Linked DNA regions of Sus scrofa: region 1 is linked to region 2. A link is a contact called in public promoter capture Hi-C data. All regions are on one chromosome and are shown on one strand. Each heading gives the region's core, a stretch centred on a gene start, on an enhancer-like site or on the middle of the called end of the contact. The rest is flanking DNA. Distances are from core to core; before and after follow the strand shown. Region 1 holds the start of PPIL4 (peptidyl-prolyl cis-trans isomerase-like 4). Region 2 holds the start of ULBP1 (UL16 binding protein 1).

Region 1 (4,733 bases), core at 248-2,747, 280 kb after region 2:
TATGGTCGGGGATTAGGCAGTGGACATGTTTGGAGAGTCACTCTTCAGCCCCAGAAGCGACAGAAAATGAACAAGCAGATAAAAAGCTCTGTAAGTCCTGTGTGTGGGAGCAAACCCCCCAACAAATGGAAGATGTTAATGAGGGGGTCTTTATTCCAGAAAGAAGACCACCAAACTACTGAACACCAACTTTGAAAACAATGCAATTTGCCTCTACCCTGATCCTTATCTGCAGTCCTCTTTTCTTATTTCCCAAACTATGAAACCACCTCCCAATCTCTCCTAAGGGAGGCACAGTCTTTGAGGCATTAGCCTGGTGTGACTCTCCTTTGCCGGGCAAAGCAATATAGCTATTTCCCCCCCCCCCCAAAAAAAAAGGCAGGGCACAAGTAATATAGTTAGTAACATTAATATGGTCTTAAGTAAGTACTTAAGCTAAGGACTTCCATTAAATGTGGCCTCGTATCTCCTTAGGTCATCTGACCAGTCCGTTTTGTACGAAGCCTCTATCTTCAAGTTATTTATTTATTTTTTGACCTTGCCCCAGGAATGTGGAAATTCCCAGGCTAGGAATTGAACCCACACCACAAGCAGTGACCTGAGACACAGCAGTGATATCAGGTCCTTAACCCACTGAGCCACCAGGGAACTCCACCAATCTCTATCTTTAATGGAGATGATATATTGGCTTTGCACATAAAATTCACCAAAGATGGCTACACATGTGAGGTGAGTGGGTCATCATTACCCCTTAGGGGACTGAGAAAGGAATGTTATCTTTTAAGGAGTTTCATGGCTGGTGCCAGAAGAAGAAAAATTGATTCTATGGTTGAGCAGGTATTTCTCCCATTGGCGGGGTCTGCTTAATGCACAGCGCACACTGGAGGGGAGGGAGGAAGCCAAAGGGCAGAGAATTTTGTTTAAATTTTTGTCTTGCCTTAAAATGTGAATTTTATTTCGTTAAGAGTACTGATAAAAGCAGTAGAGATAAAGGACTGAATGAAGCCTATGATTTTTAGCTTGTTGCACTAAGGACCCACCCACGACCTGCTACATAACAGGTACACTCTCTGCTCTACATAAGATTAGCCAGGAAAGAACTCCCTGCTAACAATCTTTCTCGGTAGCAAATTGTACATTTCAGGCCTGATTCAAGGCAATAAAAAGAGGCCGATTAGAAACCGAGGGCAGATGTCCCAATAAGGCGAGGGAAGGTGGCGCCAGAGTCGCCCTCGGGCTACGACGGAGGCAGCCAGAACAGCTTGAAAGAAATGTCCGTCCCGTTCTTGAGATGGTCACAAAAGGGGTACAAAACCCTTCAGAGGAGCCCCTTTGAGTGACAGGCTTCCGCTCCAGCTCCAAAGGATTTTCAAAAGGGCCGCGCGAGAGGCGGGGACCCAGGGCTCTGTCAGGTTGGGCGGGGCACCGACCAGACCTGCCTCCAGAGAGCCTCTAGGAAGGGGCGGTGTCGCCGGAGGAATGACGTAAAAAGGCGTCGCGCCGAAGGTGACGCGTGGCGTAGATGACGTCGGGCTATTCCTGTCACTCCAGGCGCTGGTAGCAGAGGAGCGGGCGCCATGGCGGTTCTCCTGGAGACCACTTTGGGCGACGTCGTCATCGACTTGTACACGGAGGAGCGGCCGCGCGGTGAGGCCCGGGCACACTCAACTCTCGCCGGGCCGCGATCTCCTTTCCCCACTTTGCACTTTCCCCACTTTGCCTAGTCCCCGGCGAGGACTGGTTCGAGCTTCTAGGCTGCTGGTCCCCGCGACCGGGCTGTTTTATTAGCGGGCCTTGTTTGAGAAATGTTTTTGAGGAGCATCCCTTCTCCCGCATCTGGTCCTGCTAATCGGGTGGCGAGTACTTGTGGTTATTAAATCCGTGTGTGTGCGTGCGTGTGTGTGTGTGTGTGTGTAATGCCAAGCGCATGTACAGTGCCCATAGCTCTTGTGGCTTTACTGCGTTTTACAAATCCGAGTAACGCAGACTGGTTACTGGTTACTGGTATTCCTTGGTGTGTAATCGGTAAATCTTGAGGAAAGCAGGGAGGACGGGCTAGGAGCATTGTGTGTGGGCATCACTCCTGGCTGGAGGAAGGGCTGCACCAAGCCTTAGCAAACACTCATTGATCGCCCTCTATGCGGGACTTTGTGCCAAGCCCCGGGAGGGCGCCTTGCCGTTGAGGGTCTAATTTTCCATTGGGGGAAAGTAGGCGCGGCAATCTATTTAATTTCTTAAGTGTTGTAGTGGAAGAATGTGTAAGTTGCCATGGAAACCAGAGGAGGGAGTCTTTCTTCCTGGTTGGGGGTGGGGAGAAGCGAAGCTAGCAAAGAATGCAGAACACTTGAACCAGCTCTTTCAAAGATGAGTGGGATCGAGGGTTTTCTTAACAGTTTGCTTGGAATTTTCTGGAAATAGCAAGTAGATCGGTGGCTTGACGGTGGGATGGCAGACTGCGAGTCTGGTCATAGACCTTTCTAAGTTAGTGAACAGCCTTGTGTGCCCTACCGATGATCGAAATCTTTGAAGAGTTTAAAAGCAAGATTGAGGCAGGGCACACTTCCTGTTGTAGGAAGATAATAGGCAGCACTGTGGAGAATGTATCAGAGTGACCAAGGGAGTTTAGTTACCATCAGGGTTCTGTCCCCATGGAATGCAGTCTATCAAAGAGGATGAAACAGGCCTCAATAGGGCACCAGGAGTGCCTCCTGACACACTACACTAAATCCTACACTCAGTTATCCCCAAAAGCCCCACAGCACTCAACCACACATCCATGCTTTCTCATACTGTTGCCTCTACCTTACATTTCTCTCCTTTTGGCAAACCTCCTGCTTATTCAAATCTCAGGTCAAGCATAATCTCTTCTGTGAAGCTCTCTGGTGTCCTTAAGTAGAGTTAGATCCATTTCTTCTGCTCAATCTCAGGCCTTTTATAAATCATACAGCACATATTTTGTTATACATTTACTTGTTGTCCTGGAATCATTTGCACACCTTGGTCCCCTTTCAAGAATGTCACTCTAAAAGAGCAGGGACTGTGCTTTAATTAGCTCTGTATCCTGAGCACCTAGTGCAGTGCCTGGCTCTTTGAGGGCACACACTAAAGGCTCATGTGGAGTAATGCAAATATATGTGTTGCCTTAGGACTCTTTGTGTGTGTGATAGAAACTCAGCTCAAACTGGCTTAAAGAAAATAATTGATTGCCTCATGTTATTGGGGAAAGCTTTTAAGGATGGGAGGACAATGCTTGGCAGGATCTTATGGGGAATTATGGTTTTCATCTCTTGGTTCTGCTTCCTTTTGAATTTGACACTCTCCATATGGAGCCGCACCTGGCAAATGAGTGGACCTTTCCCCGTGGAACTGTGAGAAACAAAGGGGATGTAGAGTTATTCCACTTAATTAACAGATGGAATGGACAAGCAGTTTCTGCAAAGATAGCTTGGAACACTAAAAGCATAAGTCCAGTAAACATGAGATTGGATACCTTCTTTTATGTGTAACTATTAATCTATAGTAAAAATATCCAGACTTATTTTTCTTTTTTCCTCCCTTTCTCTCCCTTCTTTTGTTTTCCTTTTTTTTTTTTTTTACTTTTTATTATAGAAGACTTGAAATATACACAAAAGTAGAAAGAATCATGTAAATGAACCCTCATGTGCTGATGGTCAGCTTCATTTAACGGTCGTGAATACATGTTTCATTTATACCCCCACCTCCACTGGATTTTTTATAGCAAGTCCTTTACATGACATTTATTTAATCTGTAACTACTTAAAGCTGTATCTTAAAAGATAGTTTTGTTTTTTTTGTTTTTGTCTTTTTGCCTTTTCTAGGGCTACTTCCGCAGCATATGGAGGTTCCCCGGCTAGGGGTCGAATTGGAGCTGTAGCTGCTGGCCTGCACCATAGCCGTAGCAATGCCAGATCCGAGCCACGTCTGTGACCTACACCATAGTTCATGGCAATGCCGGATCCTTAACCCACTGAGCGAGGCCAGGGATTGAACCCACAACCTCATGGTTCCTAGTCGGATTCGTTAACCACTGAGCCATGATGGGAACTCCTTAAAAGATAGTTTTTTAAAAAGATGATATAACCACACATCTGAAAAAATAAGCAATGATTCCTTAGTATCATTCATATTTTTCTATGTCTCATAAATATTTAAAAGAATATTTTGTAATTTGGTTTAGGATCCAAATAAAGGCTGTGTATTATATTGGTTGTTGTATCTCTTAAATATCTTTTCATCTTTAGGGTCCCCCCCACTTCTCCTCCCCCCCAAACAATATTTGAGGAAGAGTGTGGATCATTTGTTTTGTAGAATTTTCCTCATTTTGGATTTGACAGATTGTATCCCTGTTGTATCTCTTAATGTAGTCTTCTCTCTCTGTTTCTCATTAATGGCTGCTTAGATGAAGAGTCTTGAGCAAATTCAGGTGTAATGTTTTTGGTAAGAATATTTCATATAAGGTGGTCTGTACTATCAACTGCATCACATTCAAGAGGCACTTGCTGTCTGGTTGGGTCTTTTTGTGATGTTAAAATTGGTTAGAGGTTCAGGCTGTCTACCTGATATGTCTGTTGTAGTCTTCCCAGTAGCTTGTCACCTAAAGATTTTGACAGCCATTGTTGATCATTGCTTACACCCACTGGTTTTGTTTTCCAGTTAAAGGACTACTCCTATATGTTTGACACTAATCCCGGAAGTATATTTTTCTAGAAAAT
Region 2 (4,658 bases), core at 525-3,024:
GGCCCGGCCCCCACTGCCTAAAAAACAGGAAGTCCAGAGCTTCCGAGGCAGCTGGTAGAGGAGGGGATGGAATGTGCCAGGGCAGACGTGCCATGGAAGGGCAGGAGCGTGCGCGGTCAGCCCTGCTCCCTGGGAAAGCCTGAGGACTCCATGGAGCTACGAGGAGAGCTCGGATGGGAAGCGAGTCCAACAGCTCAAGTGAGACAGCCTGGGAACTGAAACCTCAGACTGAAAAGCCTTGGCTGCAGTTCTTGCTCCTGGATAAAAACCTCCCCAAAGTATTAGAACTCAACGTAAACACAAGGGACCAAAAAGAGTTGGGTGCACCCTTAGTAAGGAAATGATGCATTAGCATGAAGCTGCCACCCCCACCTTGCTGTCTCATTCACAGCACCCAGAAGCTACAAGGCCGCACAGGGCATGTTTCTGGCTCTTCAGCACCCAGCAGCTGGGGCTCCCCTAGGACCATTCCCTGGGAGGCGGGTTCCCCAGAACTGAGATCAGAGACTAGGGCAGTGGCCAAACCTACTTCCCCACTGCTTTGCATATTGTCCATGGCTGCTGTTGCGCCACCACAGTGGGGGCTGTAAAGGCAACAGATTTCCCTTCTGCCTTTGCGAGAAAAAGCCTGCAAACCCCTGTCCTAATGAATACCTGTTAAAGGCTGGGGGCTCCCCAGGGGGTACCAATATGAAGGTGGGGGGCCCCCGCCTCACCCTCATTCCCTGCCTCACACTTTGGGAAACTGCTTCCAGTCCCTCCTGCTTGAAGCAGTCGTGGGTCAGATTCCCAGGCTGTTGCTGGACTATGTCCTCAAGCCAGGGATAAGGGGCCAGTTGGAGGGGGAAGGAAATAGGGCCCCTTCATAGGTGGGAGGGTGTGGGAGGTCCTGGGCCTCTAGGGGCCCCAGGGAGATGGGTAATAAAGAGTATTGTAACCACAAGCAGGACCCTATGGGGCGATCTGGGGACAGGCACCACCCAGGCCCCCCTCCCCCCCACCCTGTCCCTCTGTCTCCCAACCCCTTAGACGCCCCCTCTAACCTCCTCCCCCTCCCTCCTAAGCCCCCATACCCTCCTCGCCCACCACCCTCTTCCCACCCCCACCCCACCCCCACCACGCCCGCCGACAAGCCCGCCCACTCTACCCCACTCCCCATCCCCCCGCCCCCTCCGCCCACTCTACCCCCCCACCCCCACCCTGCCGCCCCTACACCCCACCCCCTATCCCCCTCGCCCACCCCGTCTGGTTGTCTCAGGCAGTATGGCCACCTGTTCCTATGGCAGCCTATGGAGCTGGCTGCCTGTCCTCCGCCGCCCGGCTGCAGGGGCTCCACTTCCCCAGGGGAGGACTCGGGCCTGGAGGCTTGCGGTGCCCCATTTCCTGGTGTCCTCTCCGTCCCCCCCAGCCTCCTGGCGTTACTTTTTCACTCAATTCGCCATTTGGGACCCAGAGGGAAGTCACAGAGGAGCCGCAAAGGCAAAAGAGTTTCGTAGGGGCGCCGGCCCCACCCAAGGAGAAGTTTCGCAAACCCAAGCGGACGCTCCATCTCCCTCTCTTTAGGCGCGGCGCCCCGACCCCGCCAGGTTCATCCCCGAACTCACCGCAGGCCGCCGGGCATAACCGGAGAGAAAAAAGCAGACTCAGGAAGCCCAGACCCGCCGTGGAGCCAGCGGTCTGCGCCATCGTCACGGATCCTGCGGGAGCCGCGACTTTGCAGAGCGCGCGCCCGGGTCTGGAATGCAGATTCCCCAGCGCCCGGTGGCTGAAAGGTGATGGCAGGCTGTTTCCACGCCCCCGGAGCCCTGCCCGGTGCCACTTCCTGTTCATGCCCACGCTCTGTCCTCCTGCTCCTCGGCCTACCTTTTCTTCTGGTCCTTCGGCTGTCCCGTCTCCCGTTCCCCAAGTCCCGATTTCAGTCAATCCTGCTTTGCTTCAAAGACTCCGGCTTTTCTTTGCGGAGAACTCTGCCAGCCTAGCGAAGGGACTGAAGACCTGCCGGGACCTGTAGTGTCATCGACGATGTGTTTTCTAGTAGTTTCTATGCCAGTGGAGCCCAGGAGTTTTTGTGAACCAGAAGAAATGTTTTTTTAAAAAAAATCCAGAGGACCAGAGGCAATTTTATCTTCAAGTTTCACGGGGGAGCCCGGAGGCAATGATGAAACTTTTCCGGAACAAATATGCCACAGCGCCCCCTGGAGGCTTCAGAGCCCCCTGGATGGAGGCTTCAGAGCCCGATGGGGATTGGGGTAGAGGGGGAGGGTTTGTGGGCGGGCGTGGTGGGGGTGGGAAGAGGGTGGTGGGCGAGGAGGGTATAGGGGCTTAGGAGAGAGGGGGAGAAGGTTAGAGGGGGCAATTCTTCCCTCTTTTGTCCCACTCACTTAGTCTTCAGGTGGCCTCCAACTAGTGCTTTTACAGCCCAGAATTCACACCTAGGCTGTCTGCTGATGCAGAGGGAGGCATCAGTGGTCGAGCCTGGAAATGATTCCTAATTCTTGGTAAGTGAGTCCTTGTCTCAGGTCCTTACCTCCATCCAGAGAGACAGCCAGTGACGTTCAAAGTCTCTGGCAAGACTGTGACACAGAGATCCATGGCTCTGCTCTCCCAGGTGGTCCTGGCCTTTGCCCACTTCAAGGGTGGCAGGGCTGAGACCAGAACTGGGAGGCCTATGCTGAGTCCTTTGCTGGCCAGGGGCCCCATTCCATCTCTTTTCCTTCCTGAGCCTGGGTTTCCTATTGAAAGATGTGGGTGGGGATGAGTGCCAAGCTTAAGAAACACCAGGAGTTCCCATCGTGGCTCAGTGGTTAAAGAGCCTGACTCTTATCCATGAAGACTCGGGTTTGATCCCTGGCCTCGCTCAGTGGGTTAAGGATCAGATGCAGCTGGGATTCTGAGTTTCTGTGGCTGTGGTGTAGGCCAGCAGCTGAAGCTCCGATTTGACCCCTAGCCTGAGAACCTCCATATGCTGCCGGTCTGGCCCTAAAAAGACAAAAAAACAAAAAAACAAACAAACAAAAAAAAAAAAACAAAGAAAAAGAAACACCAAGCAATCAGCTAGAATTTTCTCCTGACTACTGTTTGTGAAGTTATGCTCTGTTGCTCAGACCCATTGAGATCACCTCCCTGGGGAGTCTGCTCTCACGGGGGCTTTGAAACGAGTCCAGGTTCCAGGAGCAGGCCCTGGGGGGACTGTCCAGGTGTTCGCAGGGGCCCCTCTTCCCGGTCCTGGCCAGGTCTCTAAGGCCATCCTTCCGCCTCTCTCCCGTCCTCCCAGTCACTTGCCTCTTATCCAGCCTCCTCCATGGAGGCTTCCAGGTCCCTGGGGTGGTCTCTTCCCGTGGATTCAACCCAGGCTCCTAGCCCCCAGGCCCGTGCCTGCAACTCTTTTCCTGACACACAGATCACCTGAACCCACCAAGCTGGCGCCCCCACCCAAGCCTGAGTCCTGTCCTCCTCCCAGCCCCCATGTGTCTCTTGTCTCCAGATCACCACACGGGCCCCTCCCAAAGAGACTCCAGCACATCGGTGATGGGGGCAGGGAGGGGGTGGTCTCTCTCTCTTGTCCTTGGTAATAAGAGCAGAGACAGGCCCCGGGTCCTGGGCCAGGCCTCTGGCACTTGCCCACAGCCTGGGGACAGTGGGAGTGAACTGGGAAGAGACGCCATGCCTGTCAGCCAAGGAGGGTGCAGAGTGGAAGGTCTCTGTCTGTCTTTGTCACTTAGGAAGAGGTTCAGTGGATGAGGACAAGCGGGACTCATGGGCCGTCCCCAGCGCTCACAACAGGCTAAGGGACGCTGGGCCTCCCATGTGCCTCATCAACACAAGAAGCTGGTGCAGGAGTGATGTTATGGCTCACCTGAGGGGGGTTGGGGGTGCGCCCATGGAATCCAGCTTGTTTGGCCTCAACCTGTGCGTCTAGGGAAGTGGGCCCCAGACTTCCGTGGACCCTCCCCCCAGCTATGGGTCCCCGAGGTCACTCACCTTCTCACAGATGACTGAGCAGCAGTGCGCATGAGCTGCTCTGTTACCCAGGTGATAAAGGACGAGTTCTGCGGGCAGTGACACCCAGAGTTTGGAGCACACAGGTGCCCAGCAGCTCCCACCCAGTGCGACTGGCTTGCTGTGGGCTCCGGTATTCAGACACATGGACCCACAGAGGCAGAGAAGTCACTGAGCCCAAGGAGGGTCAGGGAAACGTAATGGGTGGTGGTGTCAGTGCCCAGGCTTGAAGGGGGACTGGCTCTTGGGACTGGGAAAGGGAAGCTCTGCCAGAGGAATGTGCCAGAACAGAAAGCCAGCCTGCTGGAGGGCCAGCACGGCGGCCACATGGCTCCAGCATCTAGGCTGGTGGAGAAAAGACCAAGTCAGGAGGTTGAGGTGGGTGGGACAGGGCTGACGAGTGACAAATTCCTCTGGCCATCAGGAATTCCAAGCAGAACATGCATGAGGCGCACACACACACACACACACACACACACACACACACACACACACACACATACACACACAGCCTGGCTTAGAGGCTTGATCTGATCTCAGGAGGGCAGCTGAGTTGTGTCCTCTGGTGGTCACCTGCCAGCTCCTGCATCCCAGTGAGTGGCAGCCTCTGGAGCCATGAGGGTGCAAACCTCCTGGTGCCGCCTGGGCGCCTCTGGACG

The links. Promoter capture Hi-C pulls out the DNA fragments that hold promoters and counts their contacts.
Region 1: a contact with region 2 is called in a promoter capture Hi-C map of fetal liver, with 2.1 times the contacts expected there. The contact joins the promoter of PPIL4 here to the promoter of ULBP1 in region 2. A contact is called at or near these places in 1 of 5 promoter capture datasets (fetal liver) and 1 of 47 Hi-C or Micro-C datasets (embryonic fibroblasts).

Annotation. Positions count from the first base shown.
Region 1 is chr1:16,399,441-16,404,173 of Sscrofa11.1, forward strand. PPIL4 (peptidyl-prolyl cis-trans isomerase-like 4) reads left to right here and starts at 1,498. Exons shown (of 13, transcript XM_021086908.1): 1 at 1,498-1,647. The coding sequence starts at 1,578.
Region 2 is chr1:16,117,499-16,122,156 of Sscrofa11.1, forward strand. ULBP1 (UL16 binding protein 1) reads right to left here and starts at 1,775. Exons shown (of 5, transcript NM_001004035.1): 1 at 1,605-1,775. The coding sequence starts at 1,686.